Linked DNA regions of Mus musculus: regions 1 and 3 are each linked to region 2. A link is a contact called in public HiChIP or PLAC-seq and Micro-C data. All regions are on one chromosome and are shown on one strand. The core of a region is the stretch at or near the end of the contact, and the rest is flanking DNA. Distances in the headings are between cores, read along the strand shown.

The links. Hi-C and Micro-C count contacts between places; a contact is called where the count stands out from the background. HiChIP or PLAC-seq counts read pairs in DNA pulled down with a chosen protein or histone mark.
Region 1: a contact with region 2 is called in a Micro-C map of the G1E-ER4 cell line, with 3 times the contacts expected there. The contact joins the enhancer-like site here to the promoter of Fnip2 in region 2. A contact is called at or near these places in 4 of 39 promoter capture datasets (the HPC-7 cell line, cranial neural crest, embryonic stem cells and 1 more), 3 of 484 Hi-C or Micro-C datasets (all in the G1E-ER4 cell line) and 1 of 115 datasets of contacts at active chromatin or transcription factors (stem cell-derived neural progenitor cells).
Region 3: a contact with region 2 is called in a FOXA1 HiChIP or PLAC-seq map of pancreatic cancer cells. The contact joins the enhancer-like site here to the promoter of Fnip2 in region 2. A contact is called at or near these places in 8 of 39 promoter capture datasets (the C10 cell line, cranial neural crest, embryonic stem cells and 5 more), 3 of 115 datasets of contacts at active chromatin or transcription factors (embryonic basal ganglia, embryonic forebrain and pancreatic cancer cells) and 1 of 9 other capture datasets (embryonic stem cells).

What each region holds. Positions count from the first base shown.
Region 1 is chr3:79,026,616-79,030,918 of GRCm38.p6, reverse strand. No RefSeq gene overlaps it. Among named protein-coding and RNA genes, the nearest start is that of Gm52609, 28 kb to the left of the region's middle. Within about 2 kb of position 2,603, at least 24 of the 459 cell types and tissues checked have an H3K27ac peak or open chromatin away from gene starts, as enhancers often do. A contact at or near this core is called in the G1E-ER4 cell line and the HPC-7 cell line, where this site is marked.
Region 2 is chr3:79,566,291-79,570,913 of GRCm38.p6, reverse strand. Fnip2 (folliculin interacting protein 2) reads left to right here and starts at 3,235. Exons shown (of 17, transcript NM_001162999.2): 1 at 3,235-3,405. The coding sequence starts at 3,311. It overlaps 4930589L23Rik (RIKEN cDNA 4930589L23 gene), which reads right to left and starts at 2,722. Exons shown (of 2, transcript NR_152118.1): 1 at 1,716-2,722.
Region 3 is chr3:78,986,021-78,990,373 of GRCm38.p6, reverse strand. No RefSeq gene overlaps it. Among named protein-coding and RNA genes, the nearest start is that of Gm23440, 8.3 kb to the right of the region's middle. Within about 2 kb of position 2,008, at least 13 of the 459 cell types and tissues checked have an H3K27ac peak or open chromatin away from gene starts, as enhancers often do. A contact at or near this core is called in pancreatic cancer cells, where this site is marked.

The DNA of each region.
Region 1 (4,303 bases), core at 1,354-3,853, 540 kb after region 2:
TGGGGATCAAGGTTTTCACACGCAGGCCCTCAAGGATATCACAAATCCAAATGACAACAGACTGCCATTAGTGATCAAACTTCCAGAAAACCAGGAAGAGACCGAACCTTCTTGCCTTGATGAAAAGTAGGAGCTATACATGCTTTCAAAACTGGATCAAATGTTGGGTGGGAAAATTATGATTTAAATATGAGTTGAGACCAGTGAGATCATTCAGTGCTTGCTTCCAAGCCCGGTGACCTAAATTCAATCCCAAGGACATACATAGTAGAAGGAGAAGGAAAAAGAGAAAGCCACCTACCACAGACTGTCCTCTGACTTCGGCCTTTATACCATGGCTTTTGTATACACACACACACACACACACACACACACACACACACACACACACACACACACACACACACCACATGTCTGGATAGACTCAAGCCAAGAGGTACACAACAAATTTCTCTTACTAAAAGTTCATAAAAATAAAAAGTTTCTGCATAGGGAACAAGGGAAAATTGGCCAACAATGTATCAAATGGCAAATGAGTCCAAGTTCATACTGCTGTGTGTGCACGTCCATATGCAGAGTCTATACACACCAGCCCCTTTATTCCAACAGGTGGTTTTGCTTGCAGGAGATACAGCATTGCTACAGCATTTTTATGTTTAAATAACAGTTTTTATGAACCCCAAATTGCACAGAATTATGGATATTCCAGTCTATGGCCACCCCATGTAGTTAGACAGCGATGGCAGGAACCCAATTAGACCAGTTCCAGGGATTGCTCTTAATCGGTGGTTAAAGAGCAAGCATGAACTGCTGAGTCCAGAAAGATCACACAAATACGCATCCTTGAAATTGCCTTGACTCTCAGCAGGGAACAGGAAAGACCTGCTTAATTAATTAGTTAATCAATCAATTAATTAATTTCGCAGTGCTGGAGATTTAGGCAGCCCATCAAGTGCTAGGCAAGTGCTCTACCACTAAGCCCCACTTCCCAATCCCCCAGGGAACATTTTGTATGTCAAACCCACTTAGCTAAAAAGCAGGTGCCTATATAAACTCTTCTATATAGGAGTCACACATGATTGAAGCAGAGTGTAGAAACTAACACAGCACCTGAATGTTCCAGAAGGCAATGTTCAAAGGGGCAAGCTTCAGTACCGGCTCCTCTTGCCCCCTTCTGCCACCCTCTAACTTCAGAAATTTTTGATTTTCTTTACAAAGGTACCTTTCTGACTTGTCTTAATTTGACAAGTTAGCTTTTCCAGTCTCCAGGGTTGAGGAGCGCGAAGGGCTAACAACTTACCTAGACTCCAAATCCACCCATCACAGACGTCATCAGAAAGGAAAATGGCTGGAGGAAGAAAACCAGATGCCTTGGGGAGATGGGCGGTGGTGTTTGCATTTGCCACGAAGGTCTTGAGTAGCTATAAGGAAGGAACAATTAGCAGCATGATAACATTGAAGAAGAGTTTCCGTGAATTAAAAATGAGATCTATGGGGCTGAGTGTATCATTAAGCACTAGGATACAATCTGCTCACTACATGTAAGGTCCTGGTTCAATCACTGGTACCCCTACCCGAAAGAGATCCCCTTCACATTCCCTCCTTAAATGCAAGTAAAGACACATATGCCTGTGTCTGCCTTCCACTGGGGTGCCGAGCACTGCCCACTGGCCCATCGGCAAGCCACTCAGGGGAGGCGGAACACAGTCCAAAGTAGGGGCCCTCAGTCTGTATTTTCTTGGGTGGGAACAGTGGGGTCTGGGAAAGTTGCTGTGGTTCCCGGTCTCCTGTGTACTCAGGCACTGCGGGGGTTAGACTGGGAACTAGATTCCGGGGATCTGAGTCTCCCCTCAGGGCATTTATGAACCAGGCTGGAAGGGGAAGGCAGAGCCCAGAAACTGGGAGGAACCCAGTTTGGTTCAGGGTGAGTGCGGAACGTATGCAGGGTCTGGGAGAGAGAAAGCCTTCTTGGGAGATAAAGGTGCTGCTCTTTACCACAACGGCCTCCCCCCACGGTGATCCTTGATGGACGCGGTGGTCCTTGCTCGTCCAAATTGTCTTCTTTGATAGCAAATGTTAATGAGCACATCTTACTTAAGGTTACCGGGGTTTAAATACCTTTGTGGGAAGGGATGCCCAGGAAGGGAAGCTCATAGGCTGAACACTCAGGGCCTATCTGGATACCTAATTAGCATGGAGAACTCTAGGTTTTATGCTAAGTGACCAGTTGTCATGATCCTCTCAATGGAGTGTCATGGTTACATGTTCCAGAGCAGGTAGTCTGGCAGAGAGCTGGCTCCACTCCTGCCATTTTCAATTCTGAGGTTCCTCAGCCAAATTGATTTTTTTCCAAATAAAATAAAGACGAAAACCAGGCAAAGAATAGGTATGTAATCTCGGGCAAAGAGCGAACACTCTGCTGAGAAATTGAAGTTGAAAATCCCCAGAACCAGCCTGTGGAAATAACTTGAGAAGACACAGAAGAAAAGGTTCATCAGCCGCCTTTTATCATCTAGCCTGGAGTTTGCAGAACAACCGCCTCTGTTAGATAAGCAGCTCTTTGTGCTTCGCTGGGAAGGAGAGAAGCGCCCCAACGCCACACGCCACACGCCACACTTTCATCGTTGTCTTTTATCTTCTGACAGTCCAGACCCTTGTTATCTCTTCCACTTCCTCCAGTTAAACAGATTTAGACAGACTTTTCAGACAGGGCCAAGCCTTTTGTGTTGTGGTTTTCTTAACCCCGCCCCCCAGAGTACCCAAGTCATTTTAATAAACAGTTCTTTTAAAATCCAGTCCTAGGCTTGAGAAAAGATCATCCCTCTATTTCCATGGTATCTGAAAACCCCAAAAGAACCAATTAGCGTTGTGTAGCTCAAGGATAAAGGGGAGGATCTAGCTTTAAGAAATAGAAATATTGGCCTTCTGAAACTAATAGCTGTTATACATTCTACATGGAGTATATAGCCTGGGGTCTGAGAGCAGAGCAGATGTGTTGGTTTTGTTTGACCCCCACGCACATCTGCTGATTTTTACCTTACTTGGCGCTCACTCTTGGTTCCAGGAGTACAGCACATCCAAGTGGTACCATCCCTGCCCAGTGGGTGAAGAAGAAGCCTCCTTGTGATCTTGTTGGAACTTCAGGGGAGGAGATATTTTTATCTTCTGCTAAGGCTTCCAAATCCATTGATACATTAGAATACCAGATTTTTCTAGTAGCTTCCAGCTCAGAACAGAAAATCCAACATAGAAGGCAGGGCAAGCCAAGGGACTGGAGCTGGTAAGGAACCCCTGAGGATGCAACTGAGTGTTTGCCTCCATCTATCTCTGAACCTGCCCAGGGCCTGTGAGCTTCAGTTCTGTAAGCAATAATTTTAAAACATCTAAGCCAGTTAAGACAGGTTACTCTGACAACCCAGAGAGTTCTGATTAGTACAAGATGGTTTCTGAGAATTTGATTAACTGGCCATAGCTAGGACCGTGTCACTGTTAGAAGGCAAATGGAATTGAAGGAGCCAGGGCAAAGTACAGAGTTTCAAAACAGCAATTAAACAGGATGCCAAACTAAAATGCTCATCTTGTCATATTGTGCTGTTCATGTATATAAAACAAAATTTCAAAAGAGTATAGACTGGTTCAATTATTCAAAATGAGTTAAAGCCATGTGTACTAAGCTGTAATAGAAACTCCATCCTCCCTGCCCAGTTCTCCACCCCAAGGTATTGGTTTCTTTATTCCCAGGACTCAAAATTGTAACTTCATATGGCAAGTGACCCTGATGAACATGATTCAGTTAATGGCCTTGAGGTGCAGAGGTTGTACTCATTGTCTTTTGGATCCCAAGTGTGGTCCTGATGGTATTTATAAAACGGAGATAAGAAGGTCAAAGAAGGAAGAGGCTGAGATATGGATAGAAACATTTTGAAATGACGTGGCCATAGGTGGGAAGGTCAAGGAGCAAGCCCTTTCACTACTGTCTGGAAAGAACAAGTCACGTTATAAATACCACTTTATTGGAGGACAGAGAGATGGCTCTGCAATTAGAAGCACCTGTTGCTCTTGTAGAAGACCTGGGTTTGATTCTCAGCACCTTCATGGTGGTTCACAACCACCTATAACCCCAGTTCAAGGTATCTGATACCCTATTTAGACCTTGGAGGGTAACAAGCACATACAAGGTACATGTACATACATGAAGGCAAAACACTCCACATTAAATAAAATCAATAAATCCAATTGAAATAAAGACTGCCTTGCTGTTTTCACCTCCAGAACTGCTGGAATGAATTTGTGCTGTCAGTAG
Region 2 (4,623 bases), core at 1,986-4,485:
GCAAGAAGAATGAAGACTGAAGTGTGGACACTATACCCCTCCTTAGAATTGGGAACAAAACACCCATGGAAGGAGTTACAGAGACAAAGTTTGGAGCTGAGACGAAAGGATGGACCATCTAGAGACTGCCATATCCAGGGATCCACCCCATAATCAGCTTCCAAACGCTGACACCATTGCATACACTAGCAAGATTTTATCGAAAGGACCCAGATGTAGCTGTCTCTTGTGAGACTATGCCCGGGCCTAGCAAACACAGAAGTGGGTGCTCACAGTCAGCTATTGGATGGATCACAGGGCTCCCAATGGAGGAGCTAGAGAAAGTATCCAAGGAGCTAAAGGGATCTGCAACCCTATAGGTGAAACAACATTATGAACTAACCAGTACCCCGGAGCTCTTGACTCTAGCTGCATATGTATCAAAAGATGGCCTAGTCGGACATCACTGGAAAGAGAGGCCCATTGGACACACAAACTTTATATGCCCCAGTACAGGGGAACGCCAGGGCCAAGAAGTGGGAGTGGGTGGTTAGGGAAGTGGGGTGGAGGGTATGGGGGACTTTTGGGATAGCATTGGAAATGTAATTGAGGAAAATATGTAATAAAAAATATTAAAAAAAAAGAAACATTCTGAAATACTAGAAAAAAGTAGACTGGGCTGGGTATGCAGCTCATGTTGTCTAACATACCCAAAGCTCAGCACTGGGTAAACCAGGTGGGTAGCACCTGCCTGTTTTATATTTACATATGTGTGTGTGTGTGTATGTATATACATGCACACACACATATACACTATACTTATCTAATATATATATATATATATATATGTATATATATATATATATATATATATCACACAAATCACATGAGAACAGAGTAGTTTGCCCTAGGTTAAATCCCCAACAACAACAAAACTGGAATGAGATCATTGGTGTTGAGTATTTTCTCTGGCAGACTAGGAGTTGAAATACAAATTTCTTCATGATATGATAAGCAATAGAGAAAAATTTTTTAAAAATGAAATTCTCTTAAAGGCTCTGTCTTCACCATGTCTTGTCCTGGTTTCATCTTCAAGCTTCTATCAAGATAGTGGTAACATTATATCCAGATATTAAATATTAATAATTATATCTCAGTTAGGAGGGAAGAAACGACTCCTAACTGCTTTTCTTCTAGCTTCTTCAGGAAGGAGAACCAGGTTTCAGCAGGTCACAAGCAGTATTTATGATAATATAACAGAAATCAAACTAAAACAGACTACAGAGCATGCATATATGGAAACAAGTCACAGGAACTGATAGATCGGCTTGTGGAAGACAGCCCTCACAAGTCCCAGTTTTCATTTCATTTCATTGTTATCCTGTCATCTCTAAGCATTCACAATATCCCTGTTCCTCTTCACATACAGAGCCATGTGGCAGTGCTAGAGACCCGGACTAAGAAACCAGGAAGCAACCTCTGGATTGGGGGCCTTGAGCAGATTAGAGCTATGCCCCACCCCCTCTTTTGATTACTTATATTTGTGAAATATGTTTGCTTTTAAACGTCTAAATGTCCTCTTTTTTTGTTTGCTTGTTTTGCTTTTTAGCGCTCTCTCTCTCTCTCTGTGTGTGTGTGTGTGTGTGTGTGTGTGTGTGCATGCGCGCGCATTGTGTAACTTTGTGCCTCTGAGTGCAGTGCCCTTGGGCACCAAAAGGGGGAGGACGACTTCTGACCTGGAGTTGGACTTGGTTGTGAGCTTTCTGATCCACTTGCTGGGAAGAGATCTCCAGTCCCGTGCAAACGCAGCTTATGTTTGTAACTGCTGAGCCATGTTTCTCCATCCTTAACTTTCCTTTGATCAAGTCTAAGAAATCTTGGTGGGTCATTTGTTCACCGTCCTCAAATTTGCTGGAGTCAGAGTGGAACTCAAAAGTAACTAACTCTAGCTCTACTACCTACCATCTGAACCACGTTAGAGCTCTAGGCCGCAAAACAGATTAATAAACTGTTTTGAATGTGGTCAGACTCTTCATAACCGCAGGTTCTTTAACGTCTTGCACCACAGCACAATAAATTCTCAGGGGGTCTGAGGCGTGAAAGCACAGGCAAATGAGTCTAAGCACACACTCAGCTTCCCTAAATCAAAGAATCTATTGAGTTTTTTTTTTTTTTTTTTATGTGCCCAATGTGAACACGAACTAGGAAAGCAATCATTTGTGTGTATATGTGGGCTTAACGCACGCACATATGGGCTTAGTACATGCACAGCTTTTGTGTGACTTATGTACCAGTGGGAACCAACACACCAAAAAACCCAAAAAAACCCCAAAAAACAAAAAAAACCAAAACAAAACCCGGTGACCTGAATAAACTGTTTGTAAATTCAAAATTGAGCCTGCTGATTTACTCTGGTTCCGGCAGTTGCTTGCTGGGACCTCAAATGCAGCAGGGGCCAGAATCCCCAGCAGCAACGTCAGGCACTAAAGTTGCTTCTCCAGCTCAGGCCACGTTTTCTGCTAGGGAGTCCTGGACCCGATAAAATGAGGACCAAGTTCAAGGGCTTTTCTTTCCAAAGAACAAAAACCTCCATAGTTGTGCTCTGGAGCTCAGTAGGTCAAGTGTGTGAAGACTCGTGCACCCCGCCCAACTCTCTAGCCCCAGTAAGAGCCCGGCGAGTGATAACTCCGGGCGTACCCCTAGTGATGTCGGCGCAGGGCGGGTAAAGCTGGCCAATGGAGACGTTAGGCCTCTATGCTCCTCCCCCTCCCCCCACACGCCCCGCCCCACTCCTCCCTACGAGCCTCTCCCGGCTCCACTCTCCGCTTCCCTGGCGCTCCTCCTCCATCGCCCACTCCTCTCTCCCACTCCCTTGTATTCCTCCCAACACGTTCCACTCTTCATCGCCTGCGCTCCTCCCAGTCCCTCTTGCTCCTCCCAGTCCCTCGTGCTGCCTTCTGACGCTCCTCCTCCCTCCTCCCGGCGCTCCTCCCCCTCGCTCGTGCACCCCCCTCCCTGCCATCCTCGTGCTCCTCCCCTCCCTCATGCTCTCCCTCCTCTTCTTCCCGTGCTCCTCCCTCTCCCTCGTGCTGCCCTCTCCGCGCTCCTCCTCCCGCGGGAGCGAGCTGTCAGCCGGGCGGGCCGGCTCCGTCATATGACCGGCCGGCGGCCGCGGCGCCGCACCTTCCGTCCGCTGCAGCGGTCCCGCGCTCGCGCCCCTCCGGGCGGCCGCGCCCCCGTCGCCATGGCCCCGCCGCGGCCGCCGTGGGCTGCGCGCTGAGCCGTCGGGTCCCGGAGCGTGGCCGCCCGCCCGGGCCGCCGCGTGCACGCCATGGCCCCGACCCTGCTCCAGAAGCTCTTCAACAAAAGGGGCGGCGGCGCAGCGTCTGCCCAGGCCCGGCCGCCCAAGGAGGAGCCGGCCTTCAGGTGAGCGCGTGCGAGCGGGAGGGAGGCCTCAGGCGGGCTGCATGGAGACCGGACCCCCGCGCCACCCTGTCCCCTCCTCCTGGGCGGGACCCCGCGCCACCCTGTCCCTTCTTCCCAGATCCTCCTGGGAAAGACCCCAGTCTCTCACTCTCCTCTGTCCCGGTCCTCCCGGGTGGGACCCCACGCCTCTCTCGCCCCTCTTTCTGGGTGGGACCCAGCAGCATCCTCTTCCCTCCCTCGCCGGGTTCTCCCAGGTTGGGCTCCTCTTTCCACTTCTTTCAGGGTCTCAGAGCCGCGAACCGCCCTGTCCCTTTTCTACTGCTCCTTCTGGGTGGAACCTCAGCGCCGTCCTCCTTCCTTGCTCTCCAGGTCTCCCCAGGTGGGAGCCCTGCGCCATCCTCTGCCCTCTTTCCTCAGGTGCCCCACAAAATTTCTCCATATGCCCCCGTGTCTGAGCACGTCTGGGACCGGTGTGTACCTTCCAGGGTCTCTGGAGGGAGAGTCACCTGCGTCTCCCCTGCCCCAGAGCCTGTAAGCTGTCATTTTGCAGGCAGCTCCAACCCACTGAGTATGTGACAGTATTTTGAAGTTGGAAAGGGTGAAGCCACGAAAAAAGCAGCTTCTTTCTTGCAGTGTATGACAAGCTCGCCGGCGGATGAATAAAAGTGTGTAATTTCCTCATCAGTTAGAAGGCTGATGCCGCATGATGAGTGGAAAGGGAGGGAAATGCTTTTTATGAAACGTCTCGGGTTCTAATTTAACAAAGCAGAGGCAGATATTTAATAGTTCATCTTCGGAACACATACCTTTGGATTAGCATGTGTTAAGCTGGCTCAAGACCCACAGCTCTAAGTGGCGGCTGGTCTTGCATTTTGAGCTAAGCAATTGGCTCTCAGTAACATCCCTATACTATTCTGCTTTTGAGTGGTAAGTTTCCAAAGATGCTCTCCTGGGTCCTGTACTGTCTCTCAGCACTACTAGTTGAGAAAACATTTTATTTGCCATTTAAGTTTTCATCACTATAAAACAAAACAAAACAAAACAGAAAACTGAACACCTCACACCGATTCAGACCTTCTAGGGATACTTTATGTTCAGAATGTAAGACTTTGAATTTTTTTTAAAAACAAACAAACAAACAAACAAAGGTCTCATTAGTCCAGGCTGGCTTTAAACTCTTGACAATCTTCCTGCCTTAGCTTCTCAAGTTCTGGGAAC
Region 3 (4,353 bases), core at 759-3,258, 580 kb after region 2:
GTTCAGTCCATTATCATCAAGGTGGTTGCATGGCACTATCCAGGCAGGCATGGCACAGGCAGAGCTGAGAGTTCTACACCTTCATCCAAAGGCTGCTAGTGGAAGACTGACTTCCAGACAACTATGGTGAGGGTCTTAAGCCCACACCCACAATGACACACCTACCAGGTCACACCTAGTCCAACAAGGCCACACCTCCAAATGGTGCCACTTCCTGGTCCAAGAATATACAAACCATGACACCCAGCGTTAAGGGTATTCACCAGTCAAGACTGCTTGGACATGGGTTTATGCCAATAGAAAGTCTTTACTAGCCAGCCATTAACTACACTGGGTGTTTGAAATCTCAGCCTTGAACCCTTTTCAAGGTGAGCTTTTAAGGACAAAAAAACCATGTTCTGGGCTGACACACTTCAGTTAGCAAGAGCAGACAGAAGTAGAACTACAGAAGCTAAAAAGCAAGATTAGTACATTTTGAGACTTTTCCAGAATTATATGACTCTGATGGATTGTGGGGCATGTGAACCATGACATCAGACAGAAAATCTGGTGAGGTTGAATAAGCCCAAACCCAGTGAAACTCAGAATTGAGTATGACAGGCCCAGGGCCAGCTCTCCGCTAAACTATCTGTTCTGGAACATGTAACCACAACACCCCACTGAGAGGACCATGACAGTCAGTCAAGTTGGGAAAACACCTGAAGCCCTTCCTCATGCTAACAGTGCATCGATCGCTACTACCTCAAACTGGGTCGATGAGAAGTTTCTACTCCTGGATCCCAACCTAGCTCCTGTTTTATTTCATCCTGCAGAGTCCCCGGCAAATGGGACATGTTCATTACACTGTGTGGAGTTTGATTCTCTCTCTTCTCTGGGCATTACTGACCTCTAGAGATATACCAATTATTCTTTTTCTTTTAGATTTTCATCAGGTGCCACCTAATCCTATGTTGGGCCCATCCCCCCATCCCTCCATGTCGTGTATGTGTGTGTGTGTGTGTGTGTGTCCCACTTAACCATTGAGGCCTCTCTATCTATCACAAGCTATGATGGTAACGATTTGTGTGGATAGGACAGACTTGCAACTTAGTTAAAAACTATGAGGCAGGTCTCTGTCAAATTGCTTGTGTTCTGTGAGTTTTTTTTTTTTTTCTTCCTTAGTTAGGGAATTATGTTTGAAGACAGGAATTTGAAGACATTTAAGGTGGGGTTGATACATGTGAGGATAGGTAGCATTCCTGTGGTTGTGTTGATGTGCCTTGGTTTTCTTTCACTTTTTTTGGTAGGGCTGTGTAGTAGTTAATTAATTACCAAATCAACTAGTTGAAAAATGCCTAGATTAGTGAAGCACACCCTTGGGTGTGTCTGCAGTGGCAATTCCAGAGACAGTTAGATCATGGGGTTCTCAGCACTAATTAGTGAATTAATCCTTCCAAGTATTCATAACATGATGGCAATATTGGAAGGTGGTAAAAGGTAGGGGGTGGGCCTTGTTTGAGGAAGGAGTTTGCTTGGATGTGTCTTTGTCTTTCTTTTATGATCCCTGTGTCCTGGAGTCTACAGTTCCTTTCCTGCTATGCTGGAGCATCACTTTAAATCTGTGAGGCAAACTATGTTTTCCTAGTATGAGTTGTTGTCTCAGGCATCTTGGTCACACCAACACAAAGGGAACTAATACAACTGGGAAGGGACACAATACCTTGTAGCATCTAGGCCTGAAATTGTTTAATGTGCTTTGTGGAGGAAGGGTACAACTGGTACCCGCAGCAGGGATGAAAATCAAGGGTTTGGGATTGAAAGCGGCTTCATTTTCATCTTGACTAATCACAACACAATTGGGTTGAGATCTCAGTGCTGTAGCTGCAAACATTTCTATGGCAACCGAAGTTGATTAGATTGTGGGAAGCTATTTCTGAGTAGTTTTGCCTCAGTGCATACCTATGTAACTGGAGACAATTGCACCCACAGTTGTCCTCCCATCCCCCCAACTTTGGTCTTCACTTGCAGCTCCATTCAATGTCAAGCATTTGTGTTATAAATAGCTGTTCCATTTTCCTGTGACTCCACCCAGGTCAGTCTGGCTGCTTTCCTTGTTTCCAAGGAGGGAATTCATATTTGAGTTTTGTGAACAAGTCTTTGTATTATTTCCTTTCCCCTCTGAGGACCCACACCCTATTTCCTCTGCAGGGTGGCTGGGTAGTTAGCATGCACGGTTCCCAAGTCTGCTGAGCAGAACAAATGACAACAATTGCATCCAACCACAGGGGCAGGAAATCTGAAAGGGCAGGTACCAGAGCAAACACTTCAAGTGGAAAATGCCATGCTTGAGGGATGTAGTCCCCACAAATCATTAAAGAAGTTTGAGAGACATTGCTGGAGGGATCGATGTGTAGCTTCAAGTGAAAGGGATGCAGAAAAAGGGAGGGACCATAAAGGTGAGTCAGGCAAGCATAGACTAGCCTAGCAACTGGGACTCCCTTTGGTTTGGGCTTCACACACTAACTTGGGCTTCTAACTGTTCTTGGCAGACTAGACACAAACTCTTCTTGTGCAGCTAGCAACCTAGGACCCCACCATTTGCATCAAGGTACACACACCTTACTCTGAACAACAAAATAAGCTCCCCCCCCCCAACTGACCATTAAGCATTGACATTTCCTATCCAGTTCAAGTCCAATTATATATATCTGGGTTCAAGGGTACCGAGGGAGTGCCGATTTCAATCTGAGCAGAATTTGGGGTGCAGATGTTGACCAAGTGCCTCCAAGATCAAGAAAGGGGTGTCTATTGGGTCAGCCAATCTAGCTTTTAGCAAATAAAGGAGAGGCTACAGGAGAGACATGAGGTCTAACAGGGGCAACGGTTTCCACATTCCTTAGACCCTCACTTGCTCGTATAAAGGGTTGTAGCCATCCTTTTTCTCTGGCGGACTCTTCAACCTCCTGCGACAGTCTTACTCTACCTATGTGAGCCAATAAACACATTCTGGTCTGTTGAAGGTCAGGCTCCTGTCTCTTTCCTGCGCCTCCTGTGCCTTGTAAGTTGCCTCAGAAATAGAACAGGTACAAGAAAGTAAAGTGTCCTGTGAGTGAAATGTAAAGAAAATCCCCTATTTTCACTGTTAGATTATTTAAGAAAGCTGTAGAGAAATGGGAGGTGCAGAGAGAGGCTTGGTCTGACTTTAGGTAGGATCGTGTTTATTCACAGCAGGGCAGTAATCTTTTTTTTTTTTTTTTTTTTTTGGTTTTTCGAGACAGGGTTTCTCTGTGTAGCCCTGGCTGTCCTGGAATTCACTCTGTAGACCAGGCTGGCCTCAAACTCAGAAATCCGCTTTCCTCTGCCTATTAAGTGATGGGATTAAAGGCGTGCGCCACCACTGCCCAGCACAAGGCAGTATTTTGTCAAGCACATTGCAGATGGCTAAAATGCCTATGGAAGATGGGATGAAGCCCCTTGTGGTTACAGAAGGGACTTACGTAGTCAGCAAGTGAAGCTGGGAAGTGTAGTCTGTCAGCCAGAAACTATCCTTCCTCATTCTGAGAGGTTGCTGAGGAGGGTCTTTGTTGGAGGAGGTAGTTCAGAATACACCGAGGAAGGCCTCCTCTGGTCATGAAGAGTAGAAGGGAGTGATCTGCTGAGCTGAACCGGTACATGCCCTCCTGTATTCCTAAAGAGACTTGGAAAACAAATATAAGAGGCTGAAAGCAGGAAACCGATGATCCGATTACAGGGTAAGATGGATTTTTTGGGAAGGAAGGTTGAGAGATAAGAGCAGATGTGGGAGAGATGGAGTGGCCCAGTGGGAGAAAGTGGGCATAAAATTGATTCTGGACTTGTCCCATTGCCAAAGTCAGCAGAAGTAGCGGGGGCGACACACCATTCAAGGGAAGGATCAAGAGTAAACTCTTTACCAATGTAAAGAGTTGCATCTGGCCTGGGCTGAAAGAGATGGAGTCCCCTTTCAGCCAGTGTTTCTCCAGAGCATCTAAAAGGTCTGTTTGCAAATTTAACAGGAACAAACGGAGCTGTTGGAGGATAAGTGTGTGTGGAACAACAAAGATGAGGAGAAAAGAGTGATCGAGGGGAGGAGTCATAGTGGGAGGGAACCAGAAGAATTTGTGGTCTGTCCCATTTCAAACAAATTGGCATATTTTTGGTGTGGAAGGAGCATTGTTTGGGGTGGTGGGGCATGCATCCCATCCCTAACAGAAGTCATATCTAGTCCTCTTTGTACTGCAGCAGTCAATGAGCCAAGCTGGTCCTGATGGATGTTAAGCTGCTCTGAGCTGGTGAGACAGAGAGGTTAATGGATATAAAGAAGGCTTCTGTCCTGCTGTTTTAGTTTTGAGTCCC